Regions from separate parts of the Sus scrofa genome. Here regions 1 and 2 are each linked to region 3. A link is a contact called in public Hi-C and promoter capture Hi-C data. All regions are on one chromosome and are shown on one strand. The core of a region is the stretch at or near the end of the contact, and the rest is flanking DNA. Distances in the headings are between cores, read along the strand shown.

Region 1 (4,382 bases), core at 336-2,835, 120 kb after region 3:
TTGAGAAACGCTGCCCTACACTGTTCTCCACCCTATTAATGCTGGTTGAATAAACAGCCATGCTTACGATCTGGGGGATCCTGTTGGGCTTAAGTGTCTGTCCTGAGCTCCAATCCCCCCCGGGATACCCTTCTCTCTCCTCATCTGGTCCAAGAAAGTCAAAAAAGTCATGCAACACTGGGAGCTCCCTTATTTGGGTTTTCCAAGTTGAGGTGTGGGGAGCACCCTCTGCCTGAGCTCCATACACTTCCCTTCAGAAAACCCTGTTCCCAAAGTGGCAGAAAACTCACAGAGGCCAAAGCCAGGAAAGGCCTCCTCAGTGACTCCCCAGAGCATCAGGGCAAGAAACCCGGAGAGACAAAGCTAAGTGTAACAGTATAACAAAATGTGAAGGCGGAATCCTGACAGAAGACAACAGATAAGAAAGAGTAACAAGAGGAAGAAAAAGGATAAACTACAAAGAAGCAGAGTCCTCGGCAAACACCTTTGTAATTTTTTCCCCCCACCGAAATGTCAGTTTTGAAACTCGCTTCTGAAAATTCAGCCCACTTCTCACATCCCCAAAAAGGAAAATCGGAGGACCGTGGCGAAGAAGGAGGCAATGTTACCCCTTACTTCAGAGCCGGGCATCAAGAAGGGACCCTACCCATCCACGTATCCACGAGGCTCACAGCCAGTGGCTCGCACCAACCTCGCATGGGCCCTCTCCTCAGATCTAGAAGTTTCCCACTCGGGGGTCCGGATTGCCAAGCCCTCCGGATGGGTGGCACAGGGTCCTCCAGGCTGGGCACCACTTTCCAACCGTCCTTGGCAGTTCAGAGGGTCTCCCGAGGTGGCCACACACCCCCTCCTCCCAGCTAGGGCGGCCACACCCGCCCCCAGACTCCCACCTCTCCCACGCCTCAGGCCCCCTCCCCTCCCACCCAGCCTCCACAACCCCAGCTTCCTGCGAATTCTCCCTTCCACTCGCGGCCCCCCACTTCCTGCTCACCCCCTCCCAATCTCAGGGCCCTCACTACTCCCCCATTTCCCGCTTCCCTCCATAGTCCGGGCACCTCACCTCTGGCCACCACGCACGCCCTCTTTTTCTGCCGCTTGACACCGTCCCTCCACACCCCTCAACTCGGGGACCCGCACACCTAACTCCCCCGGCTCGGCCCCAAGGACCCCACCCCAGGCCCCCACGAGTCAGGGCCCCTCACCCTCGGGGCCCCGGGCCCCTCACTGTGGTCGCGTCCCTCCCGCCCTGGGCCCCCCGCCCTGCCGGCCTCGTGCGCAGCCCCCGCGCGCAACCCGGCCCTCGGCCCGGCCCCGGAGCCCCGCACTCACGGCTGTAGAGGGCGATGCCCGCCGCGTCCGGGCCGGCGCGCACCTCGAGGCGCAGTGCCTGCTGCTCCGCGTGCCGCTGGATCTCGCCGTTCGCGTCGCCGATGGTGAGGAGGCGGGCGCCGGGGAACACGGACACGGCCCCGCAGGGCCCCGCGACACCCGGGCCGGCCGCCCCTGCGCCGCCCACGCCCGGCCCCGCCGCCGCCGTCGCTGCTGCCATCTTAGATCCGGCTCCAGGCCCCGCCGCCGCCGCCGCCGCCGCGCCCGGGCCCAGGCCGCCGCCGCTGCCGCCGCTGCCGCCGCCGCGCAGGCCGAGGCAGAGGCCGAGCCGGGCAGCGCCGCCTGCCGGCCACGCGCCGCCTCGCCGCCACCGCGGCTGCTGCCCGGCCCCGTGGCGCAGCGCCCCCTGCCGGCGGCCCTGGGCGCTGGGAGGGAGCACGCTGGAGGGGCGGGGCCTGCCCCACCCAACCCCGCCCCGCCCCGCGCGAGCGGTCGCCGCTTTGTGAGGTGACTCCGCGGTCCAGGAACAGCGGGGACAAGAGCGTACGTCGGGGGAGGTGCTTGCGGCGCGAACACGCCCCTGGGCCTCGGCCCCGCCCCCCGCCCGGCGCGGCCTGAACTGCCGGCGGTGCTTTGTGAGGCAGTGAGGCCGCCGAGGCCCGGGGAGGGAGGGGGCCGGAACGCGCGTCAGGGGGACGGTGCTTATGCCCCGGACACGCCCCCTTGCCCCGCCCCGACAGTCGTGCCCAGAGAGGTGGCTCCCCAGCTAGAAAAACGGCGGGGGCGGACCTGACGCCCAGCAGCTCCGACACGCCCCTGAAGCTTGGGTCCGCCCGTTGCCCCTCCCGGCTTTGTGAGGTGACACGCTGAGGGGCGGGGTCCAGCTGCGAAGAGGCCCCGCCCCTACACCGGTCCTGTTCCCTCCCGCTTGCTTTGTGAGGCTCTGGGTTCAGGGGAAGACCGGAGTGAGGGGCGGGGACAGGACGTAGGGACACGCCCCAGCCGCAGCCGGCGGGATGGAAAAACAGTTTGAGTTAGGACTTGACCCCAGTACCCCACCGGGAACTCCTGCCTGAGCACTCAGCCACTCCTCCGCTCCACTCCATCATCTCCAGCCCCTTACTCTAGGGCCCTCCTCCTCCATCCTCAGCCCTTCACTGTCTTCTCCCCTACAAAAAATTCTTGGACCCCTCCTTTAGCCCCTTTCCTCTTCTACTTTCCCTGCCCCGAATGATGGCTGGCCAGCAAATCGGGGCCAAGTGCCCCTTTCCATACACACACAAACACATATCTGTCTTCCCTCCAGTTCCCCCCTCCACTGGTCCAGGGGCCCATTCTCTTTGGGGGAGTTCCAAAGGGGTTTGCAGCCACATTCTCCAGCTGCCTCTCTAACCTAGACCTGCTCATTTAGTACTGTCCTTCCCAATGTTCCTCTTCCTCCACCCCACCATCATTCCACCTCCTGTGCTCACCAATACAAAGAATTTAGCTGAGGCCCACGTGGTACTACCCCATCCACGCACCCCCGAGAGCTTCCCCATACACCACACTGAGTGCTACAATCAGTGATTGGACCCCAGAAGCCCCGGGCTTGAAGGAGTACATTCCATCGAGACTTTGAGAACAGCTCAACACATTATAATTAATAACTTAGGCATGCCAGCAGGGCACACAGAATATACCCCCAGGTACCCTATGCTCCAGAAAACCAGCCAGGTTGGTCAAGTTAGGTGTGGCATAGAAGGAGGAAACCAGAGAGGTGTGCAGAGAGCTCAGACTTCACAGTGCCCCAGCAAAGGGCCAGCAGGGAACCTAACATCTCCTTCACTGGTGGCCTGGGAAGCTGGGAATCCAAAGAGAGGCTTCCTACTTTCCATCCAGCCTCTAGGCCAGTGCTTGCACTCGTTCTCCCACCCCTGCCCCTCTGCAAGGCCAGGGTTCCCCTTAATCGCCTCTGTTCACTTCCCTGAGTAAGCAGCAGCCAGAAGTCCCCAAAGTAGCTGGAGGGGCCTGAGGCACCAAATAGGCCGGCCAGCTCAGGGAGAGGGCTGAATGGAGGGCACAGAGACATAGAGAGAGGGATCCCCCTAGCAGGCCCGGAAAGTGCTGAATTCAGGAGGCTCAGGTGAGGATGACGTGGAGTTAGTCCTCTTCCAAGGCCCAGAGTTGTCAGGTGTCTTATTGGAGCCTGAGGGAGCATCCACCGTGGCTGCATCTTCTTCTGAAGTCATTTTCTATCCGTGGAGGAAAAATAGAGAACCATGTGATTTGAGGTTTCAGGATCTTAGGTTGTCCCATGTTCTGCGACTGAAATTCGCCAAGTCCATGGGGTCTCATTTCACCCCCACACACAGCTTCAGAGCCCGGATCCTGCCATCTGTTCTGACTTCCTCTGTGCTGACTAGGGAACCAGACAGCCTGGGTTCAAATCCCAGCTCCACATTTTCCCAGTGGTGTGATCAACCCATTTACGCCTCATTTCCCCCTTTTGTACAATGAGGGAGAATGCCAGTACCCTCCATCCTGGGGTGGCTATAACGCATAAAGATGAACATTGTATATCTTTTCTCTATAAAATCCAGAATATGCAAATCACCAAAGTGACAGAAAGTAGAGTGGTGAGTGCCAGGGCCTGCATTGGGGGTGAAAAAGGAAGTTGGTGTTTAATAGGAACAAAATTTGTTTTGCAAGATAAAGTTTTGGGGATGATGATAGCAATGGTTACCCAAGAATATGAATATTCTTTTTTAAAAAATTTCTTTTCAGTTCCCATTGTGGCTTAACAGTTAGTGAACCTGACTAGCATTCATGAGGATGCGGATTCAATCCCTGGCCTCACTCAGTGGGTTAAAGATCCAGTGTTGCAGTGAGCTGTGGAGTAGGTCGCAGACATGGCTTGGATCCTGCGTTGCTGTGGTTCTGGCGTAGGCTGGTGGCTACAGCTCTGATTACACCCCCAGCCTGGGAGTCTCCATATGCTGCCAGTGTGGCCATAGAAAAGACAAAAGACCAAAAAAAAAAAAAAAAAGCAAATACACACACACACACTAGAA
Region 2 (5,040 bases), core at 992-3,491, 68 kb after region 3:
TATCCAGGACAATGAGGGTTCGATCCCTGGCCTCACTCAGTGGGTTAAAGGATCCGGCGTTGCCGTAAGTTGCAGTATAGGTCACAGATGCTGACTGGATCCTGCATTGCTGTGGCTGAGGTGACCCCTAGACTCTGAAACTTCCATTTGCTGTGGGTGCAGCCCTAAAAAAATAGGGTCAGGGGAGGTTGTTTTTGCAAAAAGTTTTGTCGTAAAATCCAAATAATCATACCAATGTTAATTTCTTGGGTTGGTAATGATTACATAAGTTATGACGGGGGGGGGGGGGGAGGGGGGGGAAGCTGGGTGAAGATACACAGGATGTCTATTTTTCCAGTCTCCTCTGAAACTATAAAAATTTTTTTTGTCTTTTTGCTATTTCTTGGGCTGCCCCTGTGGCATATGGAGGTTCCCAGGCTAGGGGTCTAATTGGAGCTGTAGCCACCGGCCTACGCCAGAGCCACAGCAACGCGGGATCCCAGCCGCGTCTGCAACCTACACCACAGCTCACGGCAACGCCGGATCGTTAACGCACTGAGCAAGGGCAGGGACCGAACCCGCAACCTCATGGTTCCTAGTCGGATTCGTTAACCACTGCATCACGACGGGAACTCCTGAAATTATAAATTTTTTAAAAATTAATTTAAAAAAACATTTTAGTCATGGAAACAGGATAAACATTTCAGTTCAAATTTTAAAATGAAAATCTAGGAGTTCCCATCATTGTGAAAAAATCGGACTAGGAACCATGAGATTGCAGGTTCCATCCCTGGCCTCTCTCAGTGGGTTAAGGATCCAATGTTGCCCTGAGCTGTGGTGTAGGTCGCAGATGCGGCTTGGATCCCACGTTGTTGTGGCTATGGTGTAGGCCAGGGGCTACAGCTCTGATTAGACCCCTAGCCTGGCAACCTCCATATGCCGTAGGTGCGGACCTAAAAGAACAAAAAAAAGAAAAAAGAAAATCTAAAAGTTCTTAGGAGAGCTTGGGAGTCACCTAACAACTGTGATACCTCAGTCGGAGGAATCTTTAAGCCCAGTGCAAAGGCTTATTTCCATCTAAGGCTCCTCACTAACTCTGGCAGTGATAAATGTTACAAGGCATGTCCTTCTGCTCTTCCCAACTCCAAGACCAAGGAGGCTCTGAATTAGCGTCAACTCACAAGGAACAGGTGAGAGGGAGGCCCTCAATTTTGTGAAAACCCACGGAGAGATCACTGCACACAATTTATTTCCATCGCTCTACGTCTGAGGCTGATTCTCACCAACGGCACAATCCTTGATCGGCAGTCTGCTTGGGCTCAGGATCCGGTCAGGACCCAGGCCGCAATGGGTTTCATCTAGCGACTTCCGAGGGCGCCAGGGGATCGGCTTGGCTCAGGGCGAGCTGGTCTTTCTTCTCCTTCTGCAGGACCTGCTCCTCCCACAGCGCCTGATCCACCTGATCGTCGGTGAGCACTACAGGCTTGTACTTCTCATCGAAGAGCCGCTCGTTGGCTTCCGAGTGCAGCTGGTGGGGCTCCACGACGCGTAGATGTGCCGGCAGGTGCAGGAACTCGTCGTGGTTGATGTCGCAGTCGCGCATCCGGGCCCCCAGCACCCACCAGCGGCCCACGAAGCCCACATCCAAGATCCGGTCCGGGAAGTCCGCCCAGCGGGGCTGCAGGTAGCGGCAGCGGGCCTGGTAGAGGCTGACCTGGGCGTCGAACGGCGCCTCGTACACAAGCGAGCAGAGGCCCAGGCTCACGTGGCGCAGGCGGCCGCGACCCCGCAGCCAGAGCAGCCGCTGCACAAATGCTTCAGAATCGCGGTTGCGTGTGGCCGGCGCCAACAGCAGGAGCGTCCCCGACGCATCCAGCAGCGCCTCCTCAAAGGCTGCCTCACTCGGCGCCAGGGCGCAGCAGGCCGCCGCGCCGCCCAGCAGCCCCACGTACACGGCTGCACGCCCGGGCCGGGCTCGCGCTGCCGCCGCCGCGTCTCTGCAGGCCTCTGCGTAGTCCTGGAGCAGCGCGCGGGCCCAAGCTCCTGAGAGGAGAGAAGCGCGATGAGGGCGGTCGGGCCGCTGCGGCCCCCCACCCCCACCGCCTAGCGCCTCTACTCACCCAACCGCGCCCACACGCCAGGCTTTGCAGCCGCAGCGTCCCCCGCCTCCCCACGGCTTCGGGACCACAACCTCTTCAGTGCAGCGGCCGCCATCCTCTTCCGGCTGGGCGTCCCTACTCCGAAAAGAAACGCCTGGTATGCGAAACAAAAAGATCCGGTGAATATCTTCTGCGCAAGCGTCAACATTTCCGGAGGTAGTTTCCCATCGGAAGACGATAGAAAACGGACCGACGCCGGATGTTGCTGTCGGGTCCGACTGGGGTTGCCCCGGCTGGTAGGCGGGTCGCGCAGGCGCAGAGAGTACCGGCCACGCCAGTTGAGGCGGCCTCAGGTGAGGTGGGCGGGGGTGCACCTGGGGGGCGGGAGTGCTGTGTTCACGCCCCTGCGGTACGGTCAGCCGCCAAACGGGGCTCGGGGCTGAGGGTTGGCTTCAAGGAGTGGCGCTGAGTGGGGTTGGGGTGGGCCTGATTGGCCTCTCTCCTCAGAGCGGGATGCGGCGACGCCCCTGAGTGATCATGGCAGCGGCGGACGAGCTGGCCTTCCACGGTGAGTGCCGCCGCGGTCTGACCCCACTCCTACTCCCTCCACTGGCCAGAACCTCCCATCCAGGTCCCAGCTCACATCTAACCGGAATCCCAGTCAGCTGTGAAACCTGACCCAGGCAGGAACCTCGCTCCAGCCCTAAACTCAGACCTCAAACCTGAGCCTCTACCCCATACCAGCCCTCAATTGCGGTCCAGTGTTAGGAGTGAGGGGAAGGGGACACACCTCTTTCCCACTCCCCAAAATTGAGGAAGCTGTACCCTGGGTTGGGGGGAACACCGAGGTGGTCACAGTTAGTCTTGGCCCCCAGATGAGCAGTGGGCAGAACCAAATTGTCTTGACCCCTTCAAATACACCTGTGTCCCATATTCCTTCTCAGCAGAGTTCGAGGAAGCCACTAATTTGCTGGCCCAGACCCCAGAAGCGACCACCACCAGAAGTGATCAGTTGACCCCCCAGGGGCATGTGGCTGTGGCCATGGGCTCAGGGGGCAGCTATGGAACTGAGGATGATGCAGAGGAGAGTGACAAGGCAGCGGTGGGTCCCCTAAGTCTCTGTGCCCTGCCTTTGTCTAGTCCCTGCTGCCCTTCACCCCTCACTGAAAGCCCACACTGTTCAGCTCCTACAGGAGGAGAAGCAGCAGCCTGGTTTCTGGACCTTTGGCTACTATCAGACATTCTTTGACGTGGACACTTCACAGGTCAGACCCGGGGAGTTGGTGGAATGGGGCTCAGAGTCACACTTGGGGTTCAGCCACTAGTCACTGAGCATTTCCTGCGCACCAGGCCCTGAGCAAGTGCTAGCAATACTCATATGAGAGAACAAGAGTCCTACCCAGGCTGGTAGATGTAACTGTGTGGACTGCAAGGATTTTGATGTGTGACAGGGAACACACGTGATATGGTGGGTTAGGGAAGGACCCCTTGGGAGAGATGAGGAATTTGCTGACACTTAAAGGAGAAGGTAGATTTAGCCAGGCAGAGTGGAAGGAAGCTTAAGTACGTTCCAGGCCCAGGAAACAGCATAGGTAGAGGAGCAGTAATGAGAGAAGACAAAAACTACTGCAGAGGCCTTGTATCACTCAGTCTGGAGAGTGAAATGGGAGACAGGTGGAGAGAATCCAGGTCACAGGGGTCTCTTGAGCTTTGTTAGGGAGTTTGGGTTTTATCCTAACGGTGCTGGGGGGTCATGGAAGAGTTTAGAGGGGGAGAGAATTGAGTAGCGTGGAACACGGATCGGAGGCCCCAGGACAGGGAGATAATATTAAACCAAGGTTGTAGAATAGGGGACATATTGGGAGAGACACGTGAATGAGAACGCCCGGGATTTGTTGCCGATCCTTATGGGGGCAGGGAGGAGAGAGCAAAAAGGGGAGTCCAGGACACGGATTCTGAGAGGAAGGAGATGCAAAGAAGATAGCAGGCCCAGAAGTGTTCTTTAGAGTGGTGGGACACTGGGATAGTGAGTGGGGCCTGGCCAGGGGAAGGGCTCCAGGCCATGGGAATAGCCCGTTAGAAACCAGAGAGGAGTTCCCATTGTGGTTCAGCGGGTTAAGAATCTGACTACTATCCATGAAGATGTGGGTTTGATCCCTAGCCTCACTCATTGGGTTAAGGATCTGGTGTTGCCTCAAGCTGCGGTGCAGCTTGCGCATGTGGTTCCGATTCCGCCTGGCTGTGGCTATGGCCAGCAGCTGTAGCTCTGATTCGACCCCTTGCCTGCGAACTTCCATATGCTGCAGGTGTAACCTTTATTTAAAAAAAAAAAAAGGAAACCCACAGGGAAGAGCCCTTTTTGGTGGTGTGGAGAGGAGGTGGGAGGTCAGCAGGGAAGGAACCCCTAAGGAGCTTAACCCCGCTCTTTTTTTTTTTTTTTTTTTTGTCTTTTTTGTCTTTTTGTCTGTTGTTGTTGTTGTTGCTGTTGTTGCTATTTCTTGGGCCGCTCCCGCGGCATATGGAGGTTCCCAGGCTAGGGGTTGAATCGGAGCTGTAGCCACCGGCCTACGCCAGAGCCACAGCAACGCGGGATCCGAGCCACGTCTGCGACCTACACCACAGCTCACGGCAACGCCGGATCGTTAACCCACTGAGCAAGGGCAGGGACCGAACCCGCAACCTCATGGTTCCTAGTCGGATTCGTTAACCACTGCGCCACGACGGGAACTCCAACCCCGCTCTTTTGTGGGTGGTGAAGAGCCCCAGGCAGGCTTCCATCCTACACCTCGGCTCTGCCCCCCAGGTCCTGGACCGGATTAAAGGCTCACTGCTGCCCCGGCCTGGCCACAACTTTGTACGGCACCATCTGCGGAATCGGCCAGACCTGTATGGTGAGTGAGGTTGTGTGTTTTGTTCATTCAATTAGTCCTTTGGCAAATGTGGACTGAGTGCCAGGTCCAGG
Region 3 (4,979 bases), core at 1,172-3,671:
AAAATGATTTTAAGTGGCATGTGGAGCAATGTTTATTATTGTCACAATTATGTATGCATTGATTTTAAAGAAAATTAGGAAAATATATATAACCAGCACATCAAACCCGGGATTTCTGGAATACAGAATGACTCTAAATTATGTTTTCAGTTTTTTTATACAGCTAATTTACATATATATAAATAATATAAACACCAATAAGTTGAGGGCTCATTACATGTCAGGCTCTGCAGATGGTAAGCCACTTCCCACACTGTCTTTTGAACTCTCACAATAACTCTCTGAGGTGACACCACTATCGTACCTGTTTCACAAGAGGGGAGTCTACTGTTAAGTGTCTTGCTTGAGGTCAAACTAGGATTAAGAGATGGGTATAAATCCAGGAGGTCTGATTCCAGAACTAGCTCTCCACACCACCACCTCATATTAACCACAGCCCTACATCTTCATTTTTGGGGGAATGAGGTTTGGGAAACAATGGCCTAGAAAGTTAAAACAACAACAAAAACCCTCCAACAACTAACATTTATCGCCTACAACCCACTTTCAGTCGTGGGCCAAGCACTTCACACACAGCTTCACTCAATCCTCCTGAACACCCTCCTCTTCATCCACAAATGGCTGCTAAGGGCCTACTACGTGCTTCAGGAGATCAGGGAGACAGAGCTGTGAGAGCTCTGATGGCCCTTGGAAAAGAATAGATGTGTAATTACAAACCCAGATAACTGCTACACAAGAAAGGATCAAGGTGATGTGAGAATAGCAGAGGGGAGCAATGACTGGTCCCAGATGGTCAAATGCAACCTGGACATCCTCCCTGATCCTCAGTAAAGGCTCCTCTTCCACGCAACCTCCCTAATCTCTGACTCCCATCACTGGGCATCCATCCACTGTGTTCCTCTCACATGACAGGCCAAGGGGAGTAGTCCCCACATTTACCACCTGTTCCCCTACAAGGCTGGAGAGGCTCCCAAGGCATCCAACCTCCAATCATCTAACACCCAGTAGGGACTCAACAAACTTTTGTTTAACAATAAAGGAGGAGATTGGACTGAACAACAAAATAGTGCTTCCCTCTAACCAGGAACCATTTTATTGGCTTTCACCAACTCCATTTGTGGCATTATTGCCATTTCACAAATGAGGAAACTAAGAGGTTCAGAAAAATTAAGTTATTTGCCTAAGGTCACATAGCTAAGTAACCAGCAACGCCAGAAATCAAACCCAACTCCAGTCTGTCAATTGAAAGTGAAAACTTACTTCAAATTCCTAGGAAGTGGTTCTAACATTATTCCCTACTTTACCTAAGGATTCACTGGGGGTGGGGGCGTGGGGTGGCTACCTAGGCTAGTCTTCAAGATCGGCACAAAACACCTTCTCCTTAAAGATCCACATCTTAAATAAAAGCGTTAATCTGGAAAATCAATTGCGAGGAAGGGAAAAGGATGGAAAACTAAAACAAAGCTTTCAACAGCAGTTCTCCCGGTCCTTCCCGACTAGCTGCGGATCCTCCGATTTAAGGCAAACATTCTGGAGTCACTACTTTACAAGGGGCTGAAAGAGTTATTTACCTTGCCTTGAAAACCTAAAATTGACTTTTTAAAAATGAAATTTTAGGTCATCTAAACCAATTGTGCTGCTAATGTTCATGTCCAGGCGACGCTGGACATATCTGGGGGTTTTCCTACTGAGCGATGACCGCAGCCTTGTTAAAAGGCAACAATCGAGTCGGACCCGTTACAACGTAGCCAGAATAGCCCGGACGCCTGGCTATTGTTATAGCCGCAGCTGAGACCGCGATGGGGGCCGGGCCCGTGGCCCGCCGACTGGGCGAAGAGCTTTGTCCGGCGACCCCGGCGAGAGCGCGCGCGAGGGGCGCGCGGCCTCCACGCGGCCCGGGCCCCCACCCCACCCGCCGCGGATACTGTAGCCGCCGCGGCCTCGATGCACTGTGGCCTTCCCCGCGCGCGCGGTGCAGGCCAGGCGTCTTGACCCTCGGGCGCCGCCGTACCCCGGCCCTGCTCCGGGCGCCGGCGGCCCCCTCCCCCCTCGGAACCCCGGCTCCATTCAAACCGTCCTCCCAAGCCCCGCGCCGCGCTCCCCCCGCGATCTGCGTTCCTTACCGGGAGTCGCCGGTGCCGTCGCCTTCCTGGCGCCGCCCCCGCCCCTCCGCGCGAGGCCGGGGGCAGAATGGGCGTCTCGCCTCTTCTCACGAAACAAAGAAGCCGCCGCTGCCGCCGCCAAGCGAGGGTAAGCCTCGCGCGCGCGCCCGCCGGCCTCGGCCGCCCCCCCCACGCCACCCGCGCCCCCGCTGCGCGCGCACTCGTCACCTCCCCTCCCCCCCACCACTAAGCGCCTCTCCCGCTTCCGCCGCCCGCCCGGTCTCGTGCGCGTGCCCGCCCGCCCTTCCGCTCCTAGAGCGCGTGCGTGTCGGCCGCGGGGGTGGGGTGGGGAGGGGGCGGGGCCAGAGAGAGCTAGCGCCCCGGACGCACCTCCCTACTTTGTGCGGGACGCGCCTGCGCTTGCGCATGGGGGTGGTTCTTCGCCTTCCGCACGTCGTGCGTCGCCACTGCTCCGAGCATGCGCAGAGCGGGCGCCACTGCGGCGGCGGTAGTGGTGGTGGTAGTGATGGTGGTGGTGGGTGGCTGGGGGATGGGACTGGATGGCGGCAGGGTCTTTGGGGAAGGGGTGGCAGAGGGGCCCTGAGACCGGGAAGTGAGGATGCAAGGCAGTGCTTGAGGGGAAGAGGCGGGGAGGCTGGGCCAGAGATGAGCAGAGCCGGCCTCCGGGTCAAGGGCGAACTTAGGAACCGTTTTCATCCTTGGTAGGGGGGATGTGGTGCCCTTTGGGCAGTCTGACGGGTACGGACTGTGGCTGTCTTTTGTGCAGAGCCTATGTAAGGCTATTAATTAGCAGATATTTATTGATTTGCTGTTGAGTTGCGGCACCGGACATAAAATTTCAGCTGCTGTGGCTCTCATGATCTAATGGGGGAGGCAGGCGCGAGGCAAGAGAACCAAGTAAAATATAAAATACACTGTGTTGAAATGGAGACATGAAAAGTGGTGGAAATTTTAAAGCGGCAGCTAGGGAAGGCCGCGTTGGGAAGACATTTGAGTCCAGTAGTAAAAGCAGTGAGGGAGAGAGCCTTGTTAGAAGTATGAAGGCCTAGAGCTTGTAGGCGGCTTCCTCTATGTTTTTAAAGTATCTCCAGCCCCACCTCATTTAGCCCCACAACTGAGCAAATGCTCCCCAAAGTCAAGTCCCACAGCCTGTGACTGTCCCTATCCCTGCTTCTCCCAGGCCCACTCTTCCTCATTTTTCAGGTCTCAGTTGACTTACCACCTCCACCAGTCTTGCCTCCTCTTTGATCACTGCCTCCATTCCCTTTCCTTCACATTTCTTGGGTACCTTTTTAAGTTTTTTTATTATAGTTGATTTATAATATCCTGTCAGTTTCTGCTGTACAGCATCCTTCTCTTCAATTTAAATGGCATGATGTTGTCAATTTTAGTCCCTAGTGAATACCCAGCATCTACTGTAGTGTGCCACCCCCACCCCCCCACAAGACAGTTTAAAAAATTTTTTTAGGGAGTTCCCATCGTGGCTCATCAGTAACGAATCTGACTGGCATCCATGAGGATGAAGGTTCGATCCCTGGCCTTGTTCAGTGAGTTAAGGATCCTGCATTGCTGAGCTATAGTGCAGGTCACAGACACAGCTTGGATCCTGTGTTGCTGTGGTGTAGGCCAACAGCTACAGCTCTGATTCCATGCCTAGTCTGAAAACATCCATATACTGTGGGTGTGGCCCTAAAAAAAAAAAAATTTTTTTTTTTTAGGCGTTCAAGTTGTGGCTCACTGGGTTAAGAACCAGACATAGTATCTATGAGATGCAGGTTCTATCCCTGGCCTTGCCAGTGGTTTAAGGGTCCTGCATTGCTCCAAGCTGAGCTATGGTATAGGTCATATATGCAGCTCAGATCTGGTGTTGGCATGACTGTGGCATAAGCCTCAGCTGCAGCTCCATTTCACCCCCTAGCCCAGGAGCTCTAAAAAGAAAAAAAAAATTTTTTTTATTATTGAAAGGTTAACGGAGAATGTCTCTTGAGAGTGTATTTTTTGTGTCAGGTCTTTGGGTCATTCCAAGCCCAAAGTGAGTCCCTCGCAGCAAAGAGCAGCAGTTGAGATCTCCAGCTCACATCAAAAAGACCTGGGTTGAAAACTTGACTCCATTGTTAGTAGCTGGGGGACGCCAGGCAAATTTATTGGACTCATCCGCACTTCCTTCTCTTCACCTGTAGAATGGAAACAGTAACAGCACTCACCTCCACAGGTTGGTTATGAGGAATCTGTGAAAGCATGCCACCTGGGAGTTCTCAAATCTTAGTTCATGATGTTGGATAGTGCACAGTTAATGGGCAAATGGGATCTGAACTTTGGTCTCATTCATTCAGTACTTCTTTTTTTATGTTATTATCTTATGTATTTCTTTTGAAATTATAGTTGATTTACAATGTTGTGCCAATCTCTGCTGTATAGCAAAGTGACTCAGTCATATGTATATACTTTGTTTTTTTGATAATATTTTCCATCATGGTCCATCCCCAGAGATTGGATATAGTTCCCTGTGCCATACAGGAGGACCTTGTTACTGATCCATTCTAAATGTAATAGTTTGCATCTTCAGATAATATTTCTTAAGTACTTTCAACGTGCTAAACACTGAGCTAGTCATAGGCCCACAGTGATGCACCCAGTAGGCAGGCTCCAACTCTTGAAGCAGACAGTCCATTGATGGCACTAATACCATCAATATTAGAATCTAAGTGAACTGGAAGAAAAGCCCACGGTGTGTTGAGATCATAACTCTTCCTGGGATTGAGGAATCAGCTAGATCTCTGAGGAGACCTGTATGCCGAGACCCAAAGGAAGAGGGCACTAGGTGGAAGAAACAGGATGTGCCAAGACCCTGAAGAG

The links. Promoter capture Hi-C pulls out the DNA fragments that hold promoters and counts their contacts. A called contact is a pair of places that touch in the nucleus more often than the background predicts.
Region 1: a contact with region 3 is called in a Hi-C map of embryonic fibroblasts, with 2.9 times the contacts expected there. The contact joins the promoter of CARM1 here to the promoter of SMARCA4 in region 3. A contact is called at or near these places in 5 of 47 Hi-C or Micro-C datasets (embryonic fibroblasts, epiblast stem cells, heart right ventricle and 2 more).
Region 2: a contact with region 3 is called in a promoter capture Hi-C map of liver, with 2.2 times the contacts expected there. The contact joins the promoter of TIMM29 here to the promoter of SMARCA4 in region 3. A contact is called at or near these places in 3 of 5 promoter capture datasets (fetal liver, fetal skeletal muscle and liver) and 4 of 47 Hi-C or Micro-C datasets (epiblast stem cells, heart right ventricle, liver and 1 more).

Annotation. Positions count from the first base shown.
Region 1 is chr2:69,599,324-69,603,705 of Sscrofa11.1, reverse strand. It overlaps CARM1 (histone-arginine methyltransferase CARM1), which reads right to left and starts at 1,585. Exons shown (of 15, transcript XM_021083821.1): 1 at 1,330-1,585. The coding sequence starts at 1,549. It overlaps C2H19orf38 (protein HIDE1), which reads right to left. Exons shown (of 7, transcript XM_013994683.2): 7 at 2,946-3,563. The coding sequence ends at 3,417.
Region 2 is chr2:69,646,871-69,651,910 of Sscrofa11.1, reverse strand. It overlaps TIMM29 (mitochondrial import inner membrane translocase subunit Tim29), which reads right to left and starts at 2,241. Exons shown (of 2, transcript XM_003123205.4): 1 at 2,100-2,241; 2 at 1-2,022. The coding sequence starts at 2,193. The coding sequence ends at 1,334. YIPF2 (protein YIPF2) reads left to right here and starts at 2,220. Exons shown (of 9, transcript XM_021083826.1): 1 at 2,220-2,431; 2 at 2,586-2,646; 3 at 3,023-3,180; 4 at 3,263-3,343; 5 at 4,882-4,969. The coding sequence starts at 2,616.
Region 3 is chr2:69,714,617-69,719,595 of Sscrofa11.1, reverse strand. It overlaps SMARCA4 (transcription activator BRG1), which reads right to left and starts at 2,421. Exons shown (of 34, transcript XM_021083849.1): 1 at 2,124-2,421. LOC110259342 (a long non-coding RNA gene) reads left to right here. Exons shown (of 2, transcript XR_002341646.1): 1 at 1-2,250.